Linked DNA regions of Mus musculus: regions 1, 2, 3, 5, 6 and 7 are each linked to region 4. A link is a contact called in public HiChIP or PLAC-seq and promoter capture Hi-C data. All regions are on one chromosome and are shown on one strand. The core of a region is the stretch at or near the end of the contact, and the rest is flanking DNA. Distances in the headings are between cores, read along the strand shown. Region 1 has its middle 32 kb from the start of Fdx1. Region 2 has its middle 9.8 kb from the start of Mir6244. Region 3 holds the start of Timm8b (translocase of inner mitochondrial membrane 8B). Region 4 holds the start of Colca2 (COLCA2 homolog). Region 5 holds the start of Rdx (radixin). Region 6 holds the start of Il18 (interleukin 18). Region 7 holds the start of Fdx1 (ferredoxin 1).

Region 1 (3,846 bases), core at 133-2,632, 720 kb after region 4:
TTTTTAACTAGGAATTGAACCTAAGCTTTCCCACATGCAGGCTACCGCTGAGCTAGCTCCTCAGCCAGATCTGATCTTGCTTTACTCATCTGAGTGCATGGTTCATTTCGTGGTTAGGGTTCTGTTTTGTGCAATCAGACATTTTGTATTCTTTTTGTCTTAAGTACTTCTTTAAATACTCTTTTAAAGATGGGGATCTCAAGTAGAGGACTCTAAATTATAAGGGCTTGGGGTGTGGCTCAGAGACAAAGTTTAGTAATAGAAAAATACTGGATTCAACCCCAAGAACCAAGGAGAAAAGGAGAAGAAATGCCATTTATGTGTTTGGGATTGAGAGTTCATTGGTACTTCTTAGAGAACTGTACAGAAGACAGAGCCTCAGCAAGTGTCTACTCATACCTAGCTGTAGAATTGGGGTGTCACGCCTAATTTTGGGGAAAGGGGCAGAGAACACACTAGTAGCCACAAACAGATAATTCTATAAGGTAATCTTAATGTCACTTTAAATTCTTTATTTTAAACTTTTCTCTTCTGTCTATCTATCAATCTATCTACCTATCATTTGCTTGTTTGGTTGGTTGGTTTTTCAGTTTTTCAAGATAGGGTTTCTCTGTACAGCCCTGGCTGTCCTAGAACTCCCTCTGTAGCATACTGGCCTTGAACTCAGAGATCCATCTGCCTCTCTGCCTCTCTGCCTCTCTGCCTCTCTGCCTCTCTGCCTCTCTGCCTCTCTGCCTCTCTGCCTCTGCCTCTGCCTCTGCCTCCGCCTCCTGAGTGCTCTGATTAAAGCCTTGTGCCACTACCACCCATCAACATTATTTTTTAATAATTATTAACAGAGTAAAACATAATCAAGCATGAAATCCAGAAATTTGCTGATAACTTATGGAAGACTAACTTCTTCAAAAGGATTGTCTGGATGAGTAATTTTCTTTACGTTGTAAATGTACGTGGAAGTGTAGATTCATATATATGCCTACACACAGTGTCACCACCTACATGTGGAGATCACAGGACAACTCAAACTCAGCTGGTCAGGCTTGGCGGCAAGCACCTTTACCCACTGAGCCATCTCACTGGCCCAACAGATATTTTTAAACAAAACGAAATGATAATACCAATCATGGAGAGAGTGTGGTATCAGCAAAGAAGGAGCTTTGAGAACTTCCTGAAAAAATTCAAAGTGGGTGGACAGGAGAGATGGGTGGGTGAGCAAGCACAGAAGGAGCTGCAGGCCAGGGCACAGGAATGAGCTCTGGGCCTTCCCTGGGGACCCCGGACAGGCTCTGCATTCTGTCAACAATGCTGTGATGGGCTGTGGGGCAATTATCAGTGGCCTCATTACTGAGCTGGATTCTGTGCCTTGGGACATCTGGGCCCCTTTCCCAAGACCTGTGTAAACATAGTGTGGCAGATGAGACTTTGCCCTCAGGATAAGAGCCAGGGTACTGCCTTTTAGAAAGCAAGCAGTCAGCTCAGAGGTTATTTCAAGGGTCTTGTGATCTACTAGAAGACAGGAAGAAACTCCCAAATCTCTATGATAAGCTCAGACAACAGTCAAACAAGCTGAACCTGCCTCTCCACCTCCTCCACAGCTGCCTCAGGCGCTTGCCTGCTCTGCTGCTCTTTCTTAATTGACAGTTGACAATTGTACACATTTATTGGGTGCAGTGTGGTGATTCTGCACATGTACAAAGTGCAATAATTTCTATATCTTTATCATTTCATTTGACGTCTTCAAATCTTTCCTGTATCTCTTGCTAAGATGCATAACAGGACTGGGGAGGTGCCCCAGGCAGTAAAGTTTTTGCTGTAAAGCATGAGGACGTGAGTTCCAATCTCCAGCACCCGTGTACACAGCTAAGGGTGGCGCACACACCTGTAGTCTCAGCACTCTGAGGTGGAGACAGAAAGATTCCTGGGGCTGGCTGGCTAGCCAGTGAGAGGTCTCTTCCCAAAGAAAAAGAATAATGGGGGGGGGCATATTTTGGTATATATGGCAGGCTGTTAGAAATTAAGACTACAGTCTGTGCAACTATGTGACTACTTTGACACATGCTGTCCTTACCCTGCCCTTCCTGGTTGCTATATTCTCTGCCCTTCATTGAAATGACTTTTGTGTCCACTAGAAGTCCTTTAGCGACATCATACAGTATATAAGTCCCACCAACTTGGATAGGATTTCTGTTGATAATTCTATTTAAGGAGAAAAACAGAGCTAAATAATTGGAGAAGAATCCACAAAACTATTTCTATCAAATTGTCTGCTTAATTTCAATTCATTCACAGGAACAAACAAGGAACACCAGACTTATGAGGAAAAAAAAAAAAACCAACAGCACAGAAGTAAAATACAGCAACCTGACCTGCAGGAATGAGATAATTCAAGCAAGAAAGAAAATTATGTTTTTCAAAACCAATCAACTCACAAATGATAATCACATTCCCAGTAAATATATTATTAGCTCATTAAAGACATTAATGTTGAAGTCAATACTAGAAAAATGCTAATTAGGACCAGAGGGGGACTGTTGCAGGAAATATTAAAAAGAACCAACAAGTTTCTGTGCTCCATCCAGCTACTCTCTGCCTGCCAACTCTCTGGCGGGGCCAGATCTCCGGAGTTGTTCTGAGTTCCATTTGCTGCCACGTCAGCCCCATGCAACGACTGTCCACCCCACAGTCAGCCATCACAACACCCAGAAACCTGGTCGAAACAAACCTCTAGAAGCTTATAATTAACAAGTCAGATTTATTTACCAATAAATTCTCAATTCACAAGGTGCCCACCTTGATTAGACAAGTTATCCCAACTATTCTAACCCTGTCTGATATTCATAACTACCTGTGTCTATTTAAAACCATGCGGGATCAGGATTTTCTTCCTGTCCATCCACCTCCATCTTGGCTTCTCCTCCTCCCTCCTCTGAGTTGCTCTCTGTCCCTTCAACTCTTCACTCTGCCTTCCTTTTCCCAGTCCAATCACAGCCCTCCTGTTGAACTAATATTTTAATGTAATTGGACAGGGAAAATCCTGTCACATATAATCCTTTTTGTTTAATTAAATAAAAAAAGCTTTCTCTCAAAATATAAATTGAGCACAACTATTACCATTTTGTAATTTATAAGACAGATCTAACACTCAGTCCATCATTTTTGTCATTAAAATAGAACAATGTCATCTGTGCTAACTAAAAGACTTATAATTCTACACCTGACTATATCCTGGCTTTTGATTGTATGCCATCTAAAAACTATCTTCTCAAATCTGTTCTCTCAATGTAAATAGCCTGGGTTGGCAATGAGACTATAAATAGTCTTTTAACCCCATCAGAAATCTGAGAATGACCAACATTAACTGAAAATAAATAGGAAGCCTAATACAGCTTCCAGAACTGAGACAAATTGTAGAGACAGCTGTCTACTTATGCAGCCCCAGTAAGTCAGGAAGTTGGAGCATGTCTTCAGCCTTCAGCCCAGGATCATCTGACAGACCTTATAGAAACAGGAATATCAAGGACTAGCCTATTCTGTCTCAGCAGAACTAAGCTGCCCTAACCTGTAAATTGTGTCCTTTCAAGAACAGTACAGGCCTACAGGAGACAGCAGCAATTTTCTGCCCAGTGGCGACCTAGTCACAAATATACACCCTCACCTGGAGGTAAGAGCCATGAATTTGATATTTGACTCAACTCACAGGCTTAAACATCTCAGATCAGTTTATAATAAGTTATAGAAGGATTGGATCTAAGCCCTATACTTTTAAATTTTTTGTATCAATAGAAGAAATTCATACCAATGAAAACCTTGATTTTGCATCAAAATAAATTTTGTGCCAAAATGAGA
Region 2 (3,618 bases), core at 428-2,927, 830 kb after region 4:
TAAAGACCTTTGATATCAGCATTTTTTATAACTTAAAAGATAATCATGTGCTTTGCTGTAGTGGTGATAGCTTATCGAATTTCTCAGTAGGCCTCTCCTTGGCCACACACAGAAATTGGCAAACAACTAGATTGGAACATACTGTGGTGAGGGAGGGTTTGGGAGTACTGGGAAGGCCACTTTTTGTGTATATAAATAAATAAATAAATAAATAAGGACCAGAAGCCCGTCGGACTCATTAGGCTGTGAGCTACTGACCACGGCCATGCTGTATCAACGCCACTCTTAATTCCATTTCTTAGCAGACCCTCCAGAGACTCCAGTCTTCTGCTCAAGAGAGAGCCTGCCAGCCACAACCAATGCTGCTTTTCTGGACAGATCCTTCCTGGCTGGGGCTAGTGACTGACACAGGCAGAAGCCACTGGAAACGATATGCTGCGGTAGGGGATGGGTAGTGCTTTGGGAGACTGCCTGGAAGCAGAGGCTGAGGAGGCTTAACGATTTCCTCAGCAGGTGAGAAGCCTGGAGCTGCAGTGTGTGATCTGCTGTAAATTAGTGGGGATCGGGGCTTGAACCTTGAAGCAGTTGCTCCAGCCAGGGACCTTACTCTTCTGCTGTAGACTAGGGTGTTTGAAATGAAGGAATGAACCATATACCTCCATTTCTACACCTAATTTCTGTTTGTAATATGTCTTGGAAAAGGGAAAGAAGTCACCGGCTTTTACTATTAAACAGAAGGTGACTGGACAGCACAGATAGGCCACCGAGGCAGGAGGATTAAGAGTGTTGTGTTCAGTGCTCACCAAGCCCAGCACCCTACACAGAGGCATAACACAGCAGGCCCTCTGCCCACGCTGCTTTTATGACTCTTCTCATATCACTGGACAGATGGACTGGAAGTTGATGGCTCAGAACCCCAAAGCCCACAGTGTTGCCATGGGAGAGAGAGAAGACAACATCTTCCAGGTGCCAACATCCTCACATGCTCCCTGAAGGAACACATGGCTAGGGAGGTTTCCCTCCTCCCCAGAGAACCCGTACATAAGATGAGCACTCTGGCCCTGGCTCAAGATGCATTCTGCATTCCTTCCCGGGAAGATGCAGGCGTTGACTGCAGAGTTTGTGGACAACACTGTTTCTCATGTTTTCTTTTGGGGGAGCTGGCTGTCTGCAGAAAGTCTAGTTTCCCCCACTTGGAGGGGGGGGGTCTGCCTTTTTGGAATTCAGTGGTAGACAGGAGGTTGAGCTACCCCAGCTAGATCTGCATTCTCCAGCAAGGAGCTTCTGCCAGGTGCACTGTAATTCTCACCCCCACCTATGCAATCTCCTGCTTCGTTGCTCTTGTCCTGTGTCTCTCATTTAATGTACATCTGACTCACCTGGAAGGTTTGCTAAGAAACTTGCTGGAATCCTTTCTCGGACTTTGTGGTAGAGCAGACAGACCACAGCCCTGCCTCAAGCATCTCCATTGCTATCACATTCCTGGGTGAGACCAAGGCTCCTTCCCTAGGAACCACACTCGAGACCTAGAAGCACTTGTTTGGAGGGACGAGTTGTATTTATTGTTCTCCTCAGACATTGCAAGAACCAAATGTTCTCCAGGCTGAGTCAGCAGGGTGGCATTTGCTAAACAGGGGCCAGTGAACATTCCTTGGCCAGCATGAGTAATTCTTACAAATCAATATCCTCTTCTGGCCTTGGCTTTGGCCTTGGGGACAAACAAGTGGTTCTGCATTACACTCACTTCAGACTGGGCAGAACACAAGATGAATGGATGCCGGCTGCACGTCTACCCGTAAATGGTGATTTAAGGACAGAATCCCATTTTCTCTCAATAAAGCCATAGACAGAGAGAGCCCAGTGCACAGATAAACAAGCGCATAGCCAGGCTTTTTAGCGAGGGTAGGAGTGAGTTGTATGATCCAGCTTTTCACTGAATTATAAGTCAAACATCCACAGATCAGGGGACAGCATGACACTTCCTCACCATGGGAATGCATCTGACGGATCAGCTGGAGAGGGGACACTGACAGAGGCACTTCCCAGACCCTGAGCTGTCCCTGAAATGGGTCTCATCCCCATAGAGTTCACCTACTTGAGTTCATACAACGAGTTAATCTGCATATACTCTTCATTGCCTGACTTCACTCCACCAACACAAGAATTCCTTCAAATGCCTTTCGCCCCTTTGGCTTTTGTGACAACCGTATCAAGTGTTTCTCCAGCCTTTACCAACCACCAAGGCTGCTAGATGCCAAGCCAGTGAAGCCTTCTAATGTCCCAGCCCAGCATGGCTTCCTAGCCAAGCCTCTGTAGGAATCCTCCATTTTCTCGTCTTCCTGCAGTCTGGTCCACCCCAGTGGAGATGTCTTCCTTACCACCCTTCCCATTTGTATTACACAAAGGCTCCATATGTTGCCTTCAATAGTCTACCTATAGCCTCAGATATCCTCCTTCTTGGGTGCGCTGAGGGTCATGAGTTTCCATTGAGACTGAACATGGAGACTATCTGGTGAGGTCCTGTGCTGGTTAGTTTTGTCAACTTGACACAAGATAATCACCTGAGAGGGAGAAGCCTCAACTGAGAAAATCCCCCCTCATAAGATCTGGCTGTAGTTAAGTCTTTAGGGCATTTTCTTAATTAGTGATTGATGTGGGAGGACCTACCCCATTGTGAGTGCTGTCACTCTAGGGCTCTAAGCTCTGGGTTCTATTAAGTAGGCTGAGAAAGCCATGTGGAGCAAGCCAGTAAGCAGCACCCCTCCATGGCCTCTGCATCAGCTCCTGCCTCCTGCCTAGTTTGAGTTCCTGCCCTGACTTCCTTCAGTGATGGTTCATGTTGTGAAAGTGTAAGCCAAATAAACCCTTTTCCTCCACAACTTGCTCCTGGTGTTTCATCACAGCAATAGAAACTCTAAGAGGGCAGTAGTCTGTCTCTTGTATTAGACTATAGGATATGGGTACTTGAGGAAGTTTGACGTATGAATCTGATCATCCAAAAATCCTGGCTATGTGGTCCTGCTGAGGGCTGGGGTGCCCATCGTACCACCAGTGAAGAGACAGAAGGGGATTTGGCTGCGTGAGGAAGGATGGAGTGCAGGCTCACTTCCTAAGTCTTCTGGTCCTAGGGTAACTGAAACAACCCTCTAAGGATGGTGCCCTGTGCATGAAGTCCTACCCTTTAAAGGTCACATTACCTTCAGATTGTTGGGGACTAAGGTTTTATCACCAGAAACTCACCATAACCAAACCACAACATGAGCATCTGACTGTCCTGATATCTCGACTTAGCTCTTGAGGGCCAGGGGCTAGCCTACCTGCATCCCTGTAGTGGACGTGCCTGTGTTCATACCTCTAGTAACATGGGCACCAGGGGACATATCTTGATCAAGACTGTTAAGATCCTTGGTTGTTAGGATTGGGTGGAACTGACATGCAGGAACAAAACCAGGAGTGCCACAAACCATTGCCCGGTGTGTAAGGGACTTTAAATAGCCTTAAATATCCACTCATGGCTGTCAGCTATTCCTTCCCTTCACCAGTCTGTGGCCTCTGTACATGGGTGTGCCATTGCTTTAGAGAGCTTGAAATGGCAGGGCTGGACAGTAGGCTATGGCC
Region 3 (3,892 bases), core at 230-2,729, 670 kb before region 4:
CACGCAGCTAATTCAAGTAATAACCAATAGCCAGCCAGGTAGTTCCCTCTATAAATCACCAAATCCTACTGACACAGCTCCTTAACACTTCCTGAGACTGCCTTCTTCTCCCTTTCCCTTCCAAGCTCAGGACTTCACCTGCCTGGCTGCCGCAGCGTGCTTATCTCATCTATCTCATCTCCATGACTTGGGTCGGAACCTCCTCTATCTCCACCAAGGTCATCCATCTACTACACTGTTACTAACCTAAGTCTAGGCTGAGGCTGAGGCTTGTATAGTCTGGCAACAGGGCACACGCTCAGCAAGCATGAGATGCTGGGCTCAAAAGGGAAAGATTGTGAGGGCAGGTGGTGCACCCCAGCTACTCTGGAGGCTGAGACAGGACAAGTTCCAGGGCAGCCTAAGCAACAACAGTAACAGCAAAAATAAACCAAGATTGTAAACCTATCAAACCTTTCGATCTTACTCCCAACCTGGGCAACAGAGAGACTGTATTTTCAAAAGAGAATAAAGTAAGTCCTGTGGCTTAGTTCCATTTTGCCTTTCTAGATTACACTTTGACTTTCACAGATATTACTGTATTTGTTCCATTTTATCGCACCCTGTGCATCTTTATAGCCCCTCACTTTGGTTTTTGCTGCTCTCGGTTACTATAGGATGTAATTCCCTGCAGAGCCAAGGCAGGTTAGTCCTTTCAAAGCAAGTACCCCAAACGTTCTCTGCACTCAATAATGTCTACATAACACAACAGGTTTTGCTTTACTTTGCCTGTAGCCCCCACACAAGAAGTTCTTCGAGGGTTGAAACTGTTTAATTCGTGTTTATATACTAGCCTCTTAGGCGCCTGGTATAGGTAAAATGCCTGGTTAAAATGATTATCGAAGCCCTGAGTGAGGGTGCACGGTTTTTATGGCAGCCCTCGGGAGCAGTCACGGGGCTCCCGGCAAGCTCTAGGTTAGTCTTGTCTACATGGCTAGATCGAGGAAGACAGCACTACACAGCAAGCCACTCAGAACAAATTATCAAACGGACTCCTTCCATCCACACTCAAATAGGAGTTTGTTTTCATATTAGCCCGGGGTCACAACCACAGTGCAGAAGCGGAAAGTACGAGCTGGGGACACCAGCCAGCACGTAAACACTTGGGCCTTTAGGCTATAGCGGTCAACGTTGCGTCCGCATAGGTGGTGCCTCGAGGGCACAAGAGCAAGTTCCCTCCTCTCAAGACGTCCCACCACCCAGCGGGCGAGCTCTAACTCCTTCCTCTCCCCTGCTTCAGCCTGCAGCAAGAACCTTTGATGGCCAAGACACCTCACCTCGAGCTCCTTGGCCACTGCAGAGAACGCCCAGCTTTAAGAGAACCGCCATGTCGCTTTCGAGGGCTCAAGGTCACTCTACAACCCGGAAACAGTTATGTAGTAAGTCCCGCCCCGCGTAAAAGAACGGTGAGGCAACCTGAAGCGTGAACCGGAAGGCAGGAGACGGTGCGCTGCCACCGCGCGTGCGCACCCCAGCGAAGCGCCTGACTCCGACAATGGCCGAGCTTGGTGAAGCGGACGAAGCGGAGTTACAACGCCTGGTGGCCGCCGAACAGCAGAAGGCGCAATTCACTGCGCAGGTACGAGGATGAGGAAGGAACAGGGGAAGGAGGGTGAGGCGCAGATCCCGGGCACTCACGGAGCTCTGGACACTGCGGCACAGCGGCCCCACTCGATCCGGGCTGCGCCTCCCGCCCCAGTGATCTACAGTGCTCAGTGCCCGGGAGGCAAGCGCTGCGTGGGAGGAAAGGGTTCGAAAACAGCGGAAAGGTTTGGGCCACAGGAGCATGCGGTTATTAGCTGGTCGCTGGTCGGGAATGGCACTCGGAATCTCTGGGTTCCGACCTTGGAGCACAGGTGCCTGGAGACAAGACACCCGTCCTCACCATGAGATCTGGGTTCGTTGTTGCCCGCTGCCTCTGCATTGGATAATGTGATGATGTATTTGTAAATGGTGATCATTATTAGAGAAAGATGAGCCCTGCAGCTATCAGTGTTGACTCATTTGGTGTGGGACAGCGTATTTCCTACTAGGGTTTTAACCGTTCAATCAAGATAACCTTGGAAGTACTGATAGCTATCAAGAACCGACAGGTTAATGTCCTGACTTCCTCTGATTTAATAGTACTGCTAGTTGCTTTGAGAATTGTGAAAGTATGAATCGTTGGTTTGAAGACAGGGTTTCTCTGTTAGCCTGGCTGTCTTGCAACTCCCTCTGTAGACCAGGCTGGCCTTAACTCTGAGATCCACCTGCCTCTGACTCCCAAGTGCTGGGATTAAAGACCTGCCCCATCATCTCTCTGCAAAAGAATGAGTTCTAATGAGAATTTACTGATCTGGGGCTGTTACTGGTGACAAAGTAAAGAAAGAGTAGTCCTGAAGTGATCCTACAATATGCTATTAAATATCACAGAATGATGAACTAAGATATCTCATACCCTAATGACTAAAAAAGGTTTTTCTCTGCCCTTAGGTGCATCACTTCATGGAACTATGTTGGGATAAGTGTGTGGAGAAGCCAGGAAGTCGGCTAGACTCCCGCACTGAAAACTGCCTCTCTAGCTGTGTGGATCGCTTCATTGACACTACTCTTGCCATCACCGGTCGGTTTGCCCAGATCGTACAGAAAGGAGGGCAGTAGGCCATACCTTAGAATGACAGAAGACCAAAAGACTTGTTACCAAGCAGATTGAATGGCCAGTGGTGAAAGACCTGCCAACCTGTCAGGTTAGCGTCAGGCAGTTACAAAGTCTGTTGGTGTTAAAAAGTAACAGAGCAAATGTTCAAAAGTGAAATTTTATTTATGGGAATTCAGTAATTCCAACTTGTATCACACCAGTTAATAAATGTGAAGTCTCCAATTCTTGTTCTTCTAAATCCCAATTTAGGATTCAACATAATCATCTCTCAGGAACACTAATACATGTTCCAGAGCTGATCGTGGAAATGGGAGAGACAGGTTTTCAAAAGTAGTCCTAAACCACTGTTAAGGGGATTAGAGGAACCATCAAAGCCTTAGCCTAAGGCATGGATTAGAACAGAAACAATTTTATTGCTTATGTGACCAAGAAAAGATAGAACAGTGCGGGGTGGTGGGGCAGGGGTGTTAAATCAGGCAAAATGTGCTTTCCCTGGAGAAAAGATATGTCTGTTGTATGGGAGGAAGGTAAGGTCAAAACTCAAACTTGGAAGTGCCTTATTCTGCAGGACAATCTTCCCGAGTCTGTGCTTAGAATCAGTACATTTGTAGCACAAAACTGCATTAAGAATGCATGCCCAAAACTACTTCCAACAAAGATATCACTTGCTTCTAGAAGGTTATGAGGTAGTAACTAGACTCTCCCTCCACTAGACCCAAGGAAAAGAATATATCATGGAATATTGGCATTTGAGTACTAAAATCATTAGTGTTTCAGTACCCCAAAAGGCTCATGGAATATTGGCATTTGAGTACTAAAATCATTAGTGTTTCAGTACCCCAAAAGGCGGCACCTGCTCATAATCAAGGGATAGGGCACATCTGGCCAACCATATATTTTAAGAACAAGCATTTTATTAGAAATATGTTCCATAAAGAGCACAAATTTAGTTATTACTATAAAATGCCACTTCATGGGATGTCAGCATTATCATATTCTATTGCTGGTGTATGTCATGCTAACCATGAAGTATCTTTGTATTACACATGCAAAGAGTAAGGCCAGGGAGGTTAACCTGCTCTAGAACTCAATCAATTAGTGGCAGAACCATGGCCCACAGTCTTGAGTTTTCATGCATTCGCTCAGTACCAAAGTGACAACCTCAAAAACAAAAACCCTGATAAATGTCACTTTATCTTTCCTCTTAATGAAAAG
Region 4 (3,714 bases), core at 1,007-3,506:
TTTAGCCTGTTTCTAACTTCAAGACTTTGGATCTTAGCTGTCATGAGGCATACAGATTTCTGATCTCTTCATGTCATCTGATCATTACAATCAAATGAAATAATGAATATACAAAGGTACTTTGAACAAAGAATCACTGAAAATCCACCTTAGTATTATAAGAACATTCTACTGTTGCCTGATATTCTGCAAATGGGGACAACTAATTTATCTAGCTGTGTGTATCAAATCATAGCAAATGTGCTTCAACTCTAAGTTCTGAGAGAAAGGTGTAATACACATTAGTGCAAACGGCCCATCCACCCTTGGTTGGAATTTACTTTAGTGATCTGTTGAGCACTCTCTGTGGAGAATGCCCCTAAACACTTATTTAGCCTTTATACAACTCTTCTTAGCTTTCAACAGAACAATTAGGGGAACAGACAAAGAAGCCTCTAGTAAGTCAATGTATCGGAGGACACGTGCCACAGAGTCACTGAGAACTAAGCCCAAGTCCTCTGGCTCAGAAACCTATCTCACCATCACTCCATAATTTCTCCCTCCTGTTGCTTGAGGTGCCAAAGTTCCATTCATGAAGTCCAACATGGAACTTGCACAGGATCACATGCTGACCAGACCAGTGAAGTCATAGATGACTGGAATCCTGTCTGATCCTCCCTCCACACCTACACCTACCCACAAGCACTAACAGTGTCACGTGTAGAAGGCTCTTCAAATTGAACTCTCTCTCGGTGGACAAGCACGCCTAGTTTACATGGTTCTGCAGCTGCCCCAAGCACTTGGGTTATAAATGTGAGGTGTCAGAGTGTCTTATGACTACCCAGATCAGTTCTGTCATAGTTCTGTGTATTCCAGAGAGAGAGGCCTTTTCTTCCAGAGACTTCCAGTGACTGCTGGTTTTTCATATACATGACCTCAGAGCCTAAATTACAGAGAAACTAGGTGGGTTTCTGGGAGATAATTTTTTTTCAATGAGTTTGTTGGGGCTGTATCTATACTCTCTTAACACTATAAAAACATATTTAACCTGTTGGCTGCCTCTCTTCCTTGCAGAGGACCAAGAAGCCTTCCCCACTCAGCTATGAGCAGTGAGAGGTGAGCCTCCCACAGTCCTGAGCCCTACACCATGTCCCACAGGTTTTGGTGGCTGCCTATGGTGACCTGGGAAGTTGGGGACAGATGTAAGAATCCCTGAACAGGGCTGTGCTTATGGGTGGCCTCTGCATCTTCCCTGACACAGGGCTGAACGAAGCCTTCGATGGACTGGGAGGGACAGAGACGGAGAGGGTGGTGCTTACGTTTGCCCCTGAGGTGGCCTGGTGTGCCCTTCTTTGCTGCAGAAGCTCTTTCACGGTCATCTTCACACGGACGCCTTGATACACCTTAGGTTTTTCTGGGGAGAGGCAACAGGGTTAGTGGTCAGTTTCAAAGCTTGGGTGTCAAGGGGATACAGTGAGGGTTCCCTTGGTAAGGCTAGGATACCCAAGGCCAAGTTTCTACCTTTGCAGAACACACGAAGAGAATGAAAAAAGAAAAAGAAAAGAAAAAAAAAGAAGAAGAAGAAAAAGAAAGAAAAGATAACGTTAAAAAATACCCACATTTCTCAAACTAGAAAAGGTTAAGCACAGGCAGGTGCTTCAGGGTCCTAGTGGGAACAGTATCTGTGGGCATCTATGAAATTATTCATCCCTAGCTGGGCCCCATCCTCAGGACAGTACCAGCTGTTCTGCTCTGGAATGTGGAGGGAGGTCAAACAAGCCTGCTATTTTGGCTACGATATTAAATCTGGGGTTCCGGCTCAGCTTGTGGATCTGGGGTGCTCTCTGTTTCCAACTGATCTCGCGGACCTCACCATAATGTGAACAACAGCCCCTCTCCCCATGCCCCCCGCCCCACTGTATTCCTCTATCAATCCAGGCATGGCTTCTGGGGAAGTACAACCTTTATTTGTGGTGCCCTTGGTCTGGAAGCAAGCCCTGAAACAAGCGACAAGCTACAGGGGTCGGGGCAGTCAGTCTGTCCTGGCCCTGTTAAGGACTTACTGCACTGACCCCAGAAAAGGAGCCAAGATCGGGAAATAGTCTCCTGTCGGTCCTTTCTCTTTTTCAAAAATGTCTTTTCTTCCTCACCCCCTTCCTCCCTCTAGTCTCCGACTCTGTCGCTCTCTTCATCTCTTCCCACCCCCTCCCTTTCCGGTGCAGGCTTTTGGAGAACTGAGCTGTGGAGAGTTCTCCAGCAAGAGCTGCAGCTCTGGAGTAATGGCATCCCGAGGCTCCCTAGGACCGCGCAGTCGCCTAGAGGCAGCCCTCCGGAAGGGGCCGCCCCTGAGCCGGCAGAGCTGGGCCGGGAGACCTGGGAGAGCCCAAGTAGCCGGCTGTGCTAGGCGGGGGTCGGCTGGGAGGGACCGGTGACCGCCTGGGGTCCCGGCAGAGCGCAGTGAGTAGGTCTGACTGGTTGTTAGGCCAGGCTAGACCCGGCAGAGGCACTTTCCGAATAGAGTTTGACTTAGAAGCCCAGTGTGACTCCCACCCGACCTTGACCCTGGAGAGAGCGCTTATTAGAATCACGGGGAGGGGCGGAGCACAGTGGCCCCTGGCCTAGGCGTTTGGAGACAGTGCCAGGCCACCAGCGCCTCGCCTGGTTAGTGTAGGGACCGCGGCTGGACAGCAGGGAGACCCCCACCCACGAGCCAGATCCTGAAAGTTAGGATCCCTAAGGAAAGTTAGTGCGCTGTTCTTCCCGGTCCTGGGCATCGGTTTGTCTTGCTGCAGTGCCAGGACGCGCCCACTCCGCTCCAGTCTCCTTTCCTCCCATCCCCACTGTCTGGGTCGGCTCTGGGATCTGCAGGCAGCGCGGGCGCGCCTCGGGGTCCACGCGGGACCAGCCCCAGCCCAGTTCCCTGCCGGGTGCGTCCTGCTCCAGTCCAGGGCTCACCGTGAGCCTCTAGCTCCCCCGCGCCGCCGCTTCTGGGCTCACAAGGTCGGCGCCTCCAAATTCCCAGGACTCCAAGGTGGAAAAGTGAAAGGGCAGGCAGGGGCGTGGGGGACTCGATTGTCCGGAGTGGCCTTATGGGTCTCTGGGCCTCTGCTCTGGGGGGCAGTCACCCAGAGGGACCCGACACAGCGGGATCGCGTCCTCTCTGGATCCATGCCCGGCCCTGACTATTATTCCCTGACTTTGTGCCTCTCTGTTATACGCAGGAAAAGCAGAGGAAATACACTCGGATCCAAGTGCCCCTGGCCCTCATGACCCGACCCCTGGAAAAGCATCTGAGTTACCCGACATCCTGGTCAGCAGGAGCTGGGCTGGAGACTGGATGCTGCAGCTTCAGAGACTCAGCACCTAGGAAGGCTCCTGTGCAGGGAGAAAGGCAGAGATGCGACATTTTTAAAGTTTCACAAAACACGAGGCAGCACCCAGGTCCCTGGATCAGGAGACACACAGAATTAATGTTTTATACCTTCGGGTATAGGTTTGAGTTTTTTCCCCCTCATGCCAAGTATTTAAAACCTCTAGAAACCCATGATTTGACAATCAATGATTGCGCGATACTTTCAATTTGAATATTCAAAGGCTTAACAAAATGGACTATCTTCTGCAGAAATCCTGCACACAGGCACCTCACAGAGAGTCCAGAGAAACAGAGAGGGAGATCCCTTTGGGTCCTGACCCTTGCTTTTCTCCTATTTTAAACATTTTGTCCACCTGCCCACA
Region 5 (3,749 bases), core at 351-2,850, 770 kb after region 4:
GTTTCCTCTTTGATTTTGTATCTAATAGGTATTACTGTGATGGAGTTTTTAGTCTATTCCAGAGTATTTTCTTCAGATGTGTTCTGAGCTGTGGACCCTCTGAACGACTGACTCTCCCACCAAACTGCTTTTTAAATATTTGTCTCTGTTTCCATTTTCCCATCCACAATGTTTGAGAGTACCCTTTTTATCTTAGCAGCTTGAATACTATCTTTTACTTAAATATTTACGAATATGATGGCAACTGAAATGCTACAACTTGGGTTGCATCTGCTACTGCAGGACATAGGATAAGATCAGAGCTCTTAGATTCAGACTTTTGAGTCAAACATGCCTTTGGGGTTGGCCATGGCTCTGCCATTTCCTAGCCAGGTTATACTGACAACTAACTTTTTTGAAGCTCCCCTTTATTCATTAGCTTCTTTTAATGCCAATAATAGCTTTTACCTTGAGCCCAGGGTTGTTGTAATCATTAAACAAGGCAGTCATGTGAAAGCACTTCACTGTTCTGAACATAAGACCACGAATGAATGCTTCGTTTTCAGTTGCAAAGTGTACCACCGACTTCCGACTTTAGTTTGATTAGTGTACTACTTGGGACTCCCATGACATTTTTACTGTCCCTATCTTTGTTGCACCCGTGGGGAGAGGGTCCACAAGTATTCAGTTGGTGGTCTCAGAGAACCACCTAAACCTGTTTTGGCTACAAAGCACACAGCTGGTTCCCATCCTTGAGGAATTTGCAATCTAAAGACTTCTGAGATTAACCTGGAGTCTCTGGGGGCTTTTTAATTGTTTAGTGAGGTCTCTTGAGGGTGAAGGTGGTAGCTCACTGAGGAGGAAGCTCAGAGAAAGGATCTGCAGAGTCCCTGGAAGAGCTACTGTCTCAGGAAAGGCAAGTCTAAGGCTTCCCTAAAGATGGCGTATTTGTCCTGTAAGAATTACGTACATTCGCGTTATATTTGTATTGACAGTTCGTTTACGAAAGAGGTATTGAGTAAACGGAACGCGGTAGGCAGGTAAGGATTGAACCATTGCTGTGTGTACAAGTGGCACCAAGTGTTACTCTAAATCCCAGCAGAAAGTACTGAGGGCAGGCAGCACCGAGGTAACCCCACCAGAACGCAGCCTCGGTCTCTCTCTCTAGCGAGTGGATACAGTGAGACTATGGTCAGACTGGTAACTTTTTCCAAGTCTAGAATAATTTAGGTTTGGCTGCTCTTTGGGCCCTACTTCCAACTTTTTTTTTCCTTTCTCAGCCTACTCCTTCTAACCGCCAAGGAAGGAGTATCCCTGCTAACAACAAGAACAAAAAACCTGATCGCATTATAGGGTCATACCCACTGGCGTTTTGAGGGAAGTTAAAAACACTGCAAAATTTAAAACCAACCAGCCTTTCTAGCTGGTTAAAAACCTGCACACATTAATGTTCTTTTTGTTGTAAACACTGGGCCCACTTCCCTCTCCTAGCCCGGGATCCTGCAGCCTAGCACCGAACTGCACCCTGGAGCGGCTGCCGAGGGGATCCCCCCTCCTCCCGGGAACAGCTCCACCTCGGGGGCGCTGGAAACGCCCTCCGTGAGTTCCCTGGCACCAGCGGGAGTTTCAAGTTTCCACTCGCGGGGCGGGGGCAGGCGGCGGGCGCGCGGCGAGCTTCGGGCCGCGCGGCTCCGCTTCGTTCACTGCGGGCTTCGGACTCGGGCTGGCCCGCGGCGTCCTCGTCCCGCGGGGAAAGCTTCGCGAAGGCCCCGCAGCGCGTATTCTCCCCCCAACCCCCGGCTGAGGCCCACTCGATTCCGCCCGGGGCGGCCGGGAGACACGCTCGCGGGGTTGGCGCTCGAGCCCCGGCCTCGCCCCGCCACTGGCGGCCCGCGGGAGGAGGGGGCGCAGGGCGGCCCCGCCTTCCCCCCCGAGGAGGCGCCGGGCGGCCATATTGCCGAGCTGTCTGCGGCGGCTGCGGCGCGTCTTCTCTCAGGCGGCTCAGGGCTCGCACCGCCGACTCTCCGCTCGTTCGCCGCCAGCCACGACGCCCCCGCCGAGCCGCGCCTCAGCCAGCCGGCGGCGGGCAGGGAAGGAGCCACTCATTTTCGGGGTAAGCCCTGCTCGGCGCGCTCCCCCGTCCCAGGCCCCGGGGGCCGCTCTCCCCGCCGAGGCGCTGAGGTGGCGGCCAGAAGTTGCCGGGCTGTGGCGCCGCGGCCCGGGGCCTGGCGCGCCTCACAGACGGACTCGCGCCTGGCCGCCCTAGAGGCGCCGTGGTCGTTAACGGCTGAGCCACGCCACTTACCCGGAGTCTCCCGCCGCGCCGTCCGCCGTCGGCCTGGCCGCCCCGTGCGTCGGGCGGTGCGGGTTCCCGCCGCCGTGGACTGGGCCCGGGGCTCGGGTCGGCGCGCCCTCGGGGGCCGCATGGAGCGTAGGTCGCACGCTCTCTCGCAACCCGGGGACGGGGACCGCGAGGCTAGAACTTCTCCCCCGGCCTCCCGTTTGAAAGTCGGGGTGTTGGATTACTAGAGAGCGTGCGGACGCGCGAGCCGCGGAAAGGCCGTCGCGTTGCCGGGTCCCGCCGCGCAAGCCCGCGAGGCCAGGCCCGGGCTCCCGGCCGCCCTTACCTGGGGCTGCAGTCACGGCCCGCGCCCTCCGGGCCCCCCGGCTTGCCCGCACCGCGGAGTCGCCTGGCGCACAGTGAGCAGACCCCACCAGGAAACTCAGCTTTTCTGCCTTTCGGGGCTCCCAAACTCCCATCGCCCAGCCAAGTTTGAAAGGGAGTAGTGCGTTATTTCAGTTGAATAGTCCGTTCCTACACAGATGTTTCTGTAAACGTTGCCAGGATTCTGGGTGGTTTTGTTTTTTTTTCCTCCCTCCCCAGAAGAGTGGTTATTCATTGGAAATGTGTTTTAAGAGGTCAAGTTTATAATTTTTTTTTTTAAAGTACAGTTGAGATTTTGTAAAAAGAGGTGTGAGGGAGATGCCCGGTTGGCTGTGCGGAGGCACCAAGATTTGCATGATGTAAATGTAAAAGCCGAAGATAACAAGGGTTTATGTGATAAAAGAATACTTGGACACTGCAATCTATTGTTGACCGAGCATCTTTTTTTTTTTAATAGAATACTTATAAGACTGTGACGAAGCACAGAATAAACAATTGCCTTGTTCATTTTGCTGCATAAATAATGGCTTAATCTGCTTGCCAAAACTGCCCCATCAGATCTGAAAAGAGAGCCTAATGTTTAGGATTGCGGGCTTTTTTTTAATCTTTAGAATTCTGTCACTTGCACCAGTGTGTACTTTATCTTTCATAATAATAATTTCTTCAAATATGACAAAATGCAGACTCCTTTTCAGATTGTCAGTATGCTGTGAAAAGAACCACAGTGGCTTTCATTGCATAGATCCCTTTGAAAACTGTATTTTGGAACATTACTCGGGTAGTCATTAGGAAGTCTTTAGCTTGTCTGCGTGAGGAGGAGTTGCCCTCTGTGGGCCCTACAAACTCATTTGCTCATCTGTAGCTTCACACGGGAGAGAATGGAGGAGGGGCTCAAGAGATGTTTGTAGAGTAGATTTAATAGATTTTGCTGTGTGGAAAAAACACATGAATCTTAATTTTGTGGGGATTATGATTACCTGGGTAATTACACAGCTTCATTGCAGCATTTCTGTGTAATGGGTGGGGACAACAGGTTTGCTGTCTCCTTCTCTTAGTAGCTGTTAGTAGTTGGGGGTAGGGGGGATGGGAGATAGGTGCACCAACT
Region 6 (3,362 bases), core at 479-2,978, 720 kb before region 4:
GAGCCATCTCTGTGGCGTCTTCATGTTAGATTATATTTACATATCTGTCTGCTCTATGCTCCATGTTACTGATCCTATTATACTCCTCAAACTTTTTGTATGGAGTACTTGATATGGCTGCCACCACCTGCTTACGCCTGTTTCCATTCTTGGCTTGGGAGATGAGCTATTCTAACATTTAACTGCTCTTTTAACTTTGCTGCTGTTTAACTATTCTGCTTCCCGTCAGCTTCCTTCTTCATTAGCTGGTAACTTTAGGCAAACATCTTAACCCTGCCAAACCTCAAGTTTTATCGAAAATAAAATAAGGGTTAAGAGAGGTTAATGACTCCTACTCAGACCTCCCATCATAATGAAATGCAATGATACTTAGCAAATGTTAATCTCCTCTACTGACCTCTTATCACCAAGGAAATGTCAAAGTATAACCTTGGACCTTTACCCTTTAATTTCAACGTTGGCCCTTAGTAATCTCATCTTGATTCGTAAGTTCTCCAGTTATGTCTTCGACCCGACTCTCAACTCTTTATCTCCTCTTCTGAATCAGCTCTTCCACCAGCAAACATCTCGCTTCAGTCTCTCTGTGGGCACTGAATTCATTTTGCTCACTCTCCTTACAGCACAGTTCTTCTGACCCCAGTGGCACAGGCCAGTAGGGGAAATTTGAAAAAAAGATGACTCTGTGGCTTACATATAAATTCCCCAGGCTCAAAATTCTGCACGGGTAACTCTGTCTTCATCAGTCTCTCTCCTGGGACTACAGATTTTTTCCTATCCGAAGCCCATCTTCCTCAGCCCTGGTACCTCAACTTCTCCTTCCTATGTGTCACTTCCTGCTGCCTAACTCAGGCCCTTGACTCTTTCTTGGCAGCCTCTCAGTTGAAGTCTGGAAAGAGAAACTTAGTGAGATGAGTTCCTGGAGCCACTGGACCATCTTAAGGGTTAGAGACCTCAGACAATTGCCTCCAGCTCTCATCAGGTCTAGAGATTCTAATTTATCTGGATGAGCGGGGAAGATGCTTTTCCACCAGTGCAATAATGTGAATATTAAATCTCCTACATGTAAATCTGGCTGCATCATTCATTCCTCCATGTGAATTCCATCCATTCAATCACAAATCACTTGTAATTGTTGAAACTACCTGAGCAGGCGAGGCACTTAAAGACCTCGTATGGCCCTCAGCCCACCCTAGCTGTTCACTCCAGCCTAGCTGGATTGCTCCCTAGTCTCATGACCATTCTATTCTCTTCACTTAGGATATTTCTCATCTCCTTCAGATGAAACTTGCATATGCAACTCAACCTTCAAGTTCCAATTTCTGGGTCACCTGCTTCTTAAGCACCGAATTCCCATTTCCTCGCTACAACTTCGGAGAGCTTTCTGGTGGCCCTTATCTTGCTGTCCTGTGTGATAAAAGGCCAGTGCACTTTACAACCTCTCCTGGCAGTATTCTTTGAATACAAAGTCTAGCTATACCTCCCCACTCCTAGCACCTAGCATGCTGCCTTACATACAATACAGCATACTATATAAGTTACTATGGTTAAATAACTTTATAATTAACTGTGCATATTGTTGCCATTTCTGGCAGTTCTATAATTAACCAATCACTGAAAATAAATCCTTGAAGTAGTAACTATAATAGAAAGCTACAGAACAAAAACCACAGGGTTTGAGACAGTTCCCCAGAATGCAAATAGGAGAACCAAACATTTGCATCCGAATACAAAGCAGTGGTTTTCAGCTGGGAAAACTCAGGATAGAGAAAAACCCTTTGAGGCATCCAGGACAAATCAGATCTCTGGGCTGAATCCTGCCCCAGTGCGTCACATTAGCTGACTGAACACTGGCTGTTCCCACAACGATGAGTACACCAATCCTGTGGTTGGTAAAACAAGCTTGCTTTCACTTCTCCCCTGTGGTGTGCTGCCTGCATCACACAAAGAGGCTTTGGAAGCCTGCTATAATCCTCAGGCCCCGGGCGCAGCAGTCCAACTGCAGACTGGTAAGTGGCCCAGGAAAGGAACGGGTAGAGGGGAGTCCCCTACCTGGGCGATGGTACACTGCCACAGGAAGAACCCTGCGGTGTCAAGAAGGCTGCTGAGGAAACGCAGAAACAGTTGAGAAATAGTATTTAACTCAGTTCTTAACTCAGGTCTTGAGATTTCTGAATCTGCAGCCACTGGCCTGATTAAGTAAATAATGAGCCTGGGTTGTCCCTGGCTCTGAGATCAAATGGGACTGGAGGGGAGGGAAAAGGAGAGGCGGGGCTCAAAACACTAACTTAGTCTCAGTTCTATGGCAAGTGTCCTAACCAACTCTAACCTTTGACATTAAAATTGGACCAATAATAGCCTCCCTCCTTAACCATTCCTTATTGGAATTTGCCCCCACCTGCCGCTAAGTCCATGGAACCAGATTCAGGGGTTCATTGTACAACTTCTCTCCTCTGAAATGATTCAGACAGAATGAAGTTTCAATTTAGACTGGCAGGCAATAGCTCACCCTTTTCCCTTTCCTCTCATCCCTTTTCTTTTACATTCATTAGGTGTTTGGGGTGGGAGGGGCGTTGTTTTTGGTTTAGTTTGCGTTGAGCTGGGTTTTCAAGACAGGGTCTTTCTGTATAGTCCTGGCTGTCTAGGAGCTCACTCTGTAGACCAGGCTGATCTCGAACTCACAGAGATCCACATGCCTCTGCCTCCTGAGTGCTGAAATTAAAGGTGATATTCATTAGTTTTATGAAAAGCATTCTCTCACAATAAAGCACAGACAGGAGACCATAAATACATATCACAGTACATAATTTTATTATTTTAACAAGTATCTTTGAGAACCTAAATAACAAACACTGCTTGGAAGCAAAAATAACAAAAAATGAGATTCAGCACCCCATTATTTTGTTATTGTTTTTTCTTTTCTTTTAATTCTAGCAATCTATGCAGAGCAGCTGGAATTCTCTGAGAGCTTAAGGACAGCCTGGCCTACAGAGTGAGTTCTAGGCCATCCAGGGTTTCATAGGTCCTGCCTCAAACAAACATGTAACTTGATGGAATGAAAATTTACAAGTTTACAAGCATCCAGGTAAAAAGATACTGCCTAATTTAAAAATACAAATTCCTTGTGGTGCCCTATTCTTATATTAGAAAATATACACAGAAAAGACCAATTGTCTATATGATAAAAAGTGGAGATAGATTTTTTTGGAGCCAACTAATGTTATATATTTCATAGACCATTTTTAATAAAATCATAAATGTGCTTTATTTGAATAGAGGAGGAATTTTTCATCTAAGAGATCCTCTGGACCAGCATTTCTCAAACCTGTGGGTCATGACCCGTTTGGGGTCAGACAACCCTTTCA
Region 7 (3,536 bases), core at 296-2,795, 690 kb after region 4:
CCATGGGTGAATGGTTGGAGGGGCCAGGAGAACTAGGACTGAATGGTCCTAACAATTTCCCTCTCACGTCATGCAAAATATCTGTATGTACAAATGTATTTGTATGCACAAATGTATGTACACACATTCTTGTTCCTGCTATAAATATAAGTTTTCTGAAGAAGCCGTATCTGCGTTGACTATTTTGCAGACTGATACACCAGGCACAAACATTTGTGTTGTGAAGAGGTGATTGCCACAGATCTAGAGACAGCCAAAGTTACCTTGAGTGAAGGCCTTTAATGGCCACGTATCACCAGACACTATTTCTGAGCTTCATGTTTACCAGGTAAAGACGTTTGGAACATATTATTCGGCTTCCGATCCAAATGCTATCTATGTAAGTTAGCTTTATATAATCCTGTGATCCACTTGGTGTCCCAGCAATATATTTGGCAAGTACATTGATTTGTGACTTTCTTTGGGACTGTGACTACAAAAGTTGAGCTAAGTTCTTCCACCGAGTAACATACAATCCAGGGAAACCTTAATCTGTGTTTCCAGACCAAAACCACTCTTGTTTCACTTTGAAGAAACTTTCATCTTCCCTTTGAAGTAACAGATGTGTTTTGCATTGACATTGACATTATATGATTCTCACCTTGTCCCTACACTTAGAAACCTGTAAGTAAATCTCGTCTTTAGTAAATCTAAGGGGACCGTGCTTTTGAGAACAAATATACCCAGTATCTCCACCCATGGTGGTGGTGGTGGGAATCTCTCATCTCTCTCTCTCTCTCTCAACATTCACCACAGAATTCTCTACACTATGACCCCCAGAACTGTTGCTAAGAGGCAGCTGCCTACTGAGCCCTCACTTTCAATCAGGTGCACGAGCAATGTTACCTTCACGGGGTCGTTTATCCCTTAAATCATCCTATAAGGGCTACACTGTTACCCTGGGTCAACAGGGCGGGTGTAAACCCTACCCTACCTGAAGTCAGCACAAAGGGCCAACACAAAGCAACCCCAATGGCGAAGTCGACAAGGACAACCCACCGAGGAAGCCCCAAAGCCAGCGCCCCACACCGCCCGAGCCAGGCCCAGAAGACTAGGGTCACGGGAAGAGCTCTCCGGCGCGGGGCCAGCAACCGAGAGGCGAGGCGGAAGGGAGTCGCGGGCGGAAACGCAGGCCGCGGGATGAGGGACCCATCGCCGCTGCCGCCGCGCCTCACCTGCTCCGCGCGCGCGCAGACACGCTCAGCGGCCGGCCGGGCCCGGCCTCTGCATGCAGGCGGGGACTCGGGGTCCACGGAGAGATGGCAGTTCCCGCTCCGGTCCCGCAGACCAGCAGCCGACAGCGGTCAAGGCCGCGGAAAGGGACGGAGGCGCAGGCCGCGCGCAGGAGTCGGGCGCCCGGAGCGGCCGCCATAACCCTGTCGGAAGGTTCCGGGTCCCGCGGAGTCCTGCGCAGTGCTGAGGGTCGGGTAGGTCCCGCGTGTCCGGCTGCGAGAGGGCTACACTCCCGCGAGCGCCCTGCGTGTCCTATAACCCGCGGCTGCGCCCCGCCTCGCCGCTGCCACGCCTTCGCGGGGCGGGGCCGAGCACTGTTCCAGGGATCTGGTTAAGAGTTCACCTTGAACTTTTTCTGCAGTCAGCTCTGCGCTCTGGAGCAATTACTCATCAAGGACTGACCAAAAAGCCACCAGATTAACTTTTGCCTTTTGCCATAGACCCTCAAAAACAAAGCAAATTATCACAGTTTCCAACACTTTAGAATACAAGTTACAGCAAAAGGGACCTAGGTTTTTCCTACACAGGACAGCAGAGAGTTATACAAAGTTTTAAAATGCCAATAGGCATTTTTATGAAGAGAGACATGCATAGGTAAAAGCATAAACTATCTCATAATCAATAATTTGCTATTTAGGGCTGCTGAAGAAAGCAGGTAATAACGGTCAGCCTGAACTGACAAACTGAATATATAAAATCCTGAGAAGTTAACAGGAAACTTTTCTTAAATGAGTAACTATTCAACAGACTTCAAAACTAGAAAGCCGACTTTTAAAACGCGCACGTTGTCATTGCTAGTACATTTTTGAAAGAGTTTTTGTGGTCAGATACGCAACCTCCAAACCTAAGTCCTATGTTGATCAGAGACCTTGGATAAATTACTCTTGGAGGATAAGAGTTTCCATGACTGCGGATAAGCTCACACTCAGGGCCACTCTGGAGGTTAGGTGAATTAGGGCAAGGAACTGCGTCACAGACCATGAGCAATACATACATCATCTTGAGCATTCCTGATAAGGTGCTGAAGGACAGAAGCACATGTTGCAAGCGAACTGAAGACAGTAAAAGACTACTTAAATATTCAAGCTGAGGCTGGAGACGTAGCTAGGGGTAAAGAATGTGTGTTGCCCTTGCAGAGAGCCTGGGTTCAAGACTCAGAAACCATAGAGCTGCTCACAACTCTCTGTAACTCCAGTTCCGGGGGATCCAAAACTTTCTCCTGGCCCCTCGGACACCAGGCATGCACATGGTACACATTAGATATAGATTCAGGCAGACACATACATTTGGGAGGAGAAAGGGTATTCTCAAGAGGCTGAGCACACGGCTCACCAGTTAGAGTACTTCTTGAGCTTGCACAGGATCTTATTTGGTTTCTCAGCACCCACTGCAGTTGGCTCCCAACTTAAAACTGTAACTCCAAGTTTCACAGTAATCCTCTGCCCTCGGGCCTCCACAGGCACCCACTGACATGTGGCATACACGTACCTACACACACATATTTTTAAATAAAAATATTTAAAAAGTAATACTTAAGAGGTGCAAAACTGGTCAGGTGTTAAGGACATTTGCCGCTCGTCCAGAGGAGCAGAATTCCGTTTTTAGCACCCATAGTCAGGTAGCTCATGCATGCCCAGAACATGCTCATTCTGACCCCATGAATACACATGCACACCTCAAGAAAATAAATACTTTTAAAATGAATATTTAAAGAGATAGTCTACCTGTATAAAGTCTCTCTAGAGGACATATGGATATTGAACCTGCAGGGTGTAGACATGATTACCTTAGTCTTTGGGCTAACATCATGTTTAAAACTCGGGTTAGAAAGGGGTGAAGAAATCCTGATGAGAAGGCTTTTGTTGTTTTTCAGTCCTAAACCCAAAACCTAAAACTTCATCAGATGATTCAACCATAGGAGAACTGGGCAAGGCATGCATTCCATCTCAGTCCTCCTGTAGAAGAACAAGCTTTGCTTGGCAGGGTGTGTATAAGGTAGTTGAGTAGTTTTATCTTAATAGTCCAATATATCAAGGCTTTAACTAGGCATTTAGAATAAGCTGGTGTTCCCAGGTAACTCAATATCAGCATTAGAATTCATGAAGCATCTTCATAGAGATCAAGGGTGGGAATTGTTCTCCAGACTTTGAAAGGCAGGTGAGGTCACGCTAAGGATTGAAGATATGGACATTCAGCAGAATTCCAGAAGAAGTGAAAAACATGCTGGCTGTGAACATAGATAAAGCAACATGGAATCATTGCAG

The links. Promoter capture Hi-C pulls out the DNA fragments that hold promoters and counts their contacts. HiChIP or PLAC-seq counts read pairs in DNA pulled down with a chosen protein or histone mark.
Region 1: a contact with region 4 is called in a promoter capture Hi-C map of liver, with 2.8 times the contacts expected there. The contact joins the enhancer-like site here to the promoter of Colca2 in region 4. A contact is called at or near these places in 4 of 39 promoter capture datasets (the 3T3-L1 cell line, embryonic stem cells, hippocampal neurons and 1 more) and 1 of 115 datasets of contacts at active chromatin or transcription factors (embryonic limb bud).
Region 2: a contact with region 4 is called in an HNF4G HiChIP or PLAC-seq map of pancreatic cancer cells. The contact joins the enhancer-like site here to the promoter of Colca2 in region 4. A contact is called at or near these places in 5 of 39 promoter capture datasets (the 3T3-L1 cell line, cranial neural crest, hippocampal neurons and 2 more) and 2 of 115 datasets of contacts at active chromatin or transcription factors (embryonic stem cells and pancreatic cancer cells).
Region 3: a contact with region 4 is called in an H3K4me3 HiChIP or PLAC-seq map of bone marrow-derived macrophages, with 3 times the contacts expected there. The contact joins the promoter of Timm8b here to the promoter of Colca2 in region 4. A contact is called at or near these places in 1 of 39 promoter capture datasets (pre-B cells), 3 of 115 datasets of contacts at active chromatin or transcription factors (the 230-238 cell line, bone marrow-derived macrophages and pancreatic cancer cells) and 2 of 9 other capture datasets (adipose tissue and pancreatic islet).
Region 5: a promoter capture Hi-C map of hippocampal neurons shows a contact between it and region 4, with 4 times the contacts expected there. The contact joins the promoter of Rdx here to the promoter of Colca2 in region 4. A contact is called at or near these places in 16 of 39 promoter capture datasets (the 3T3-L1 cell line, 3T3-L1-derived adipocytes, the C10 cell line and 10 more), 1 of 484 Hi-C or Micro-C datasets (embryonic stem cells), 4 of 115 datasets of contacts at active chromatin or transcription factors (the 230-238 cell line, embryonic stem cells, pancreatic cancer cells and 1 more) and 1 of 9 other capture datasets (adipose tissue).
Region 6: a promoter capture Hi-C map of pre-B cells shows a contact between it and region 4, with 2.8 times the contacts expected there. The contact joins the promoter of Il18 here to the promoter of Colca2 in region 4.
Region 7: an H3K4me3 HiChIP or PLAC-seq map of embryonic forebrain shows a contact between it and region 4, with 5 times the contacts expected there. The contact joins the promoter of Fdx1 here to the promoter of Colca2 in region 4. A contact is called at or near these places in 15 of 39 promoter capture datasets (the 3T3-L1 cell line, 3T3-L1-derived adipocytes, the HPC-7 cell line and 9 more), 1 of 15 datasets of contacts at CTCF or cohesin (the NIH/3T3 cell line), 1 of 484 Hi-C or Micro-C datasets (cortical neurons), 9 of 115 datasets of contacts at active chromatin or transcription factors (the SCID.adh cell line, astrocytes, embryonic forebrain and 5 more) and 2 of 9 other capture datasets (adipose tissue and embryonic stem cells).

Annotation. Positions count from the first base shown.
Region 1 is chr9:51,994,054-51,997,899 of GRCm38.p6, forward strand. No RefSeq gene overlaps it. Among named protein-coding and RNA genes, the nearest start is that of Fdx1, 32 kb to the left of the region's middle. Within about 2 kb of position 1,383, at least 29 of the 459 cell types and tissues checked have an H3K27ac peak or open chromatin away from gene starts, as enhancers often do. A contact at or near this core is called in liver, where this site is marked.
Region 2 is chr9:52,104,019-52,107,636 of GRCm38.p6, forward strand. No RefSeq gene overlaps it. Among named protein-coding and RNA genes, the nearest start is that of Mir6244, 9.8 kb to the right of the region's middle. Within about 2 kb of position 1,678, at least 43 of the 459 cell types and tissues checked have an H3K27ac peak or open chromatin away from gene starts, as enhancers often do. A contact at or near this core is called in liver and pancreatic cancer cells, where this site is marked.
Region 3 is chr9:50,602,422-50,606,313 of GRCm38.p6, forward strand. It overlaps Timm8b (translocase of inner mitochondrial membrane 8B), which reads left to right and starts at 1,480. Exons shown (of 2, transcript NM_013897.2): 1 at 1,480-1,618; 2 at 2,512-2,899. The coding sequence starts at 1,535. The coding sequence ends at 2,679. Sdhd (succinate dehydrogenase complex, subunit D, integral membrane protein) reads right to left here and starts at 1,428. Exons shown (of 4, transcript NM_025848.3): 1 at 1,317-1,428. The coding sequence starts at 1,368. Nkapd1 (NKAP domain containing 1) reads right to left here. Exons shown (of 6, transcript NM_212449.2): 6 at 2,819-3,892.
Region 4 is chr9:51,276,298-51,280,011 of GRCm38.p6, forward strand. Colca2 (COLCA2 homolog) reads right to left here and starts at 2,257. Exons shown (of 5, transcript NM_001195681.1): 1 at 2,043-2,257; 2 at 1,299-1,393. The coding sequence starts at 1,358. Gm32819 (a long non-coding RNA gene) reads left to right here. Exons shown (of 9, transcript XR_003948163.1): 2 at 1-942; 3 at 1,054-1,095; 4 at 1,241-3,714.
Region 5 is chr9:52,046,341-52,050,089 of GRCm38.p6, forward strand. It overlaps Rdx (radixin), which reads left to right and starts at 1,601. Exons shown (of 14, transcript NM_009041.3): 1 at 1,601-2,092. It also overlaps the pseudogene Gm6981.
Region 6 is chr9:50,552,972-50,556,333 of GRCm38.p6, forward strand. It overlaps Il18 (interleukin 18), which reads left to right and starts at 1,729. Exons shown (of 7, transcript NM_001357221.1): 1 at 1,729-2,006. Bco2 (beta-carotene oxygenase 2) reads right to left here and starts at 2,167. Exons shown (of 12, transcript NM_133217.3): 1 at 2,050-2,167.
Region 7 is chr9:51,962,057-51,965,592 of GRCm38.p6, forward strand. Fdx1 (ferredoxin 1) reads right to left here and starts at 1,546. Exons shown (of 4, transcript NM_007996.2): 1 at 1,215-1,546. The coding sequence starts at 1,411.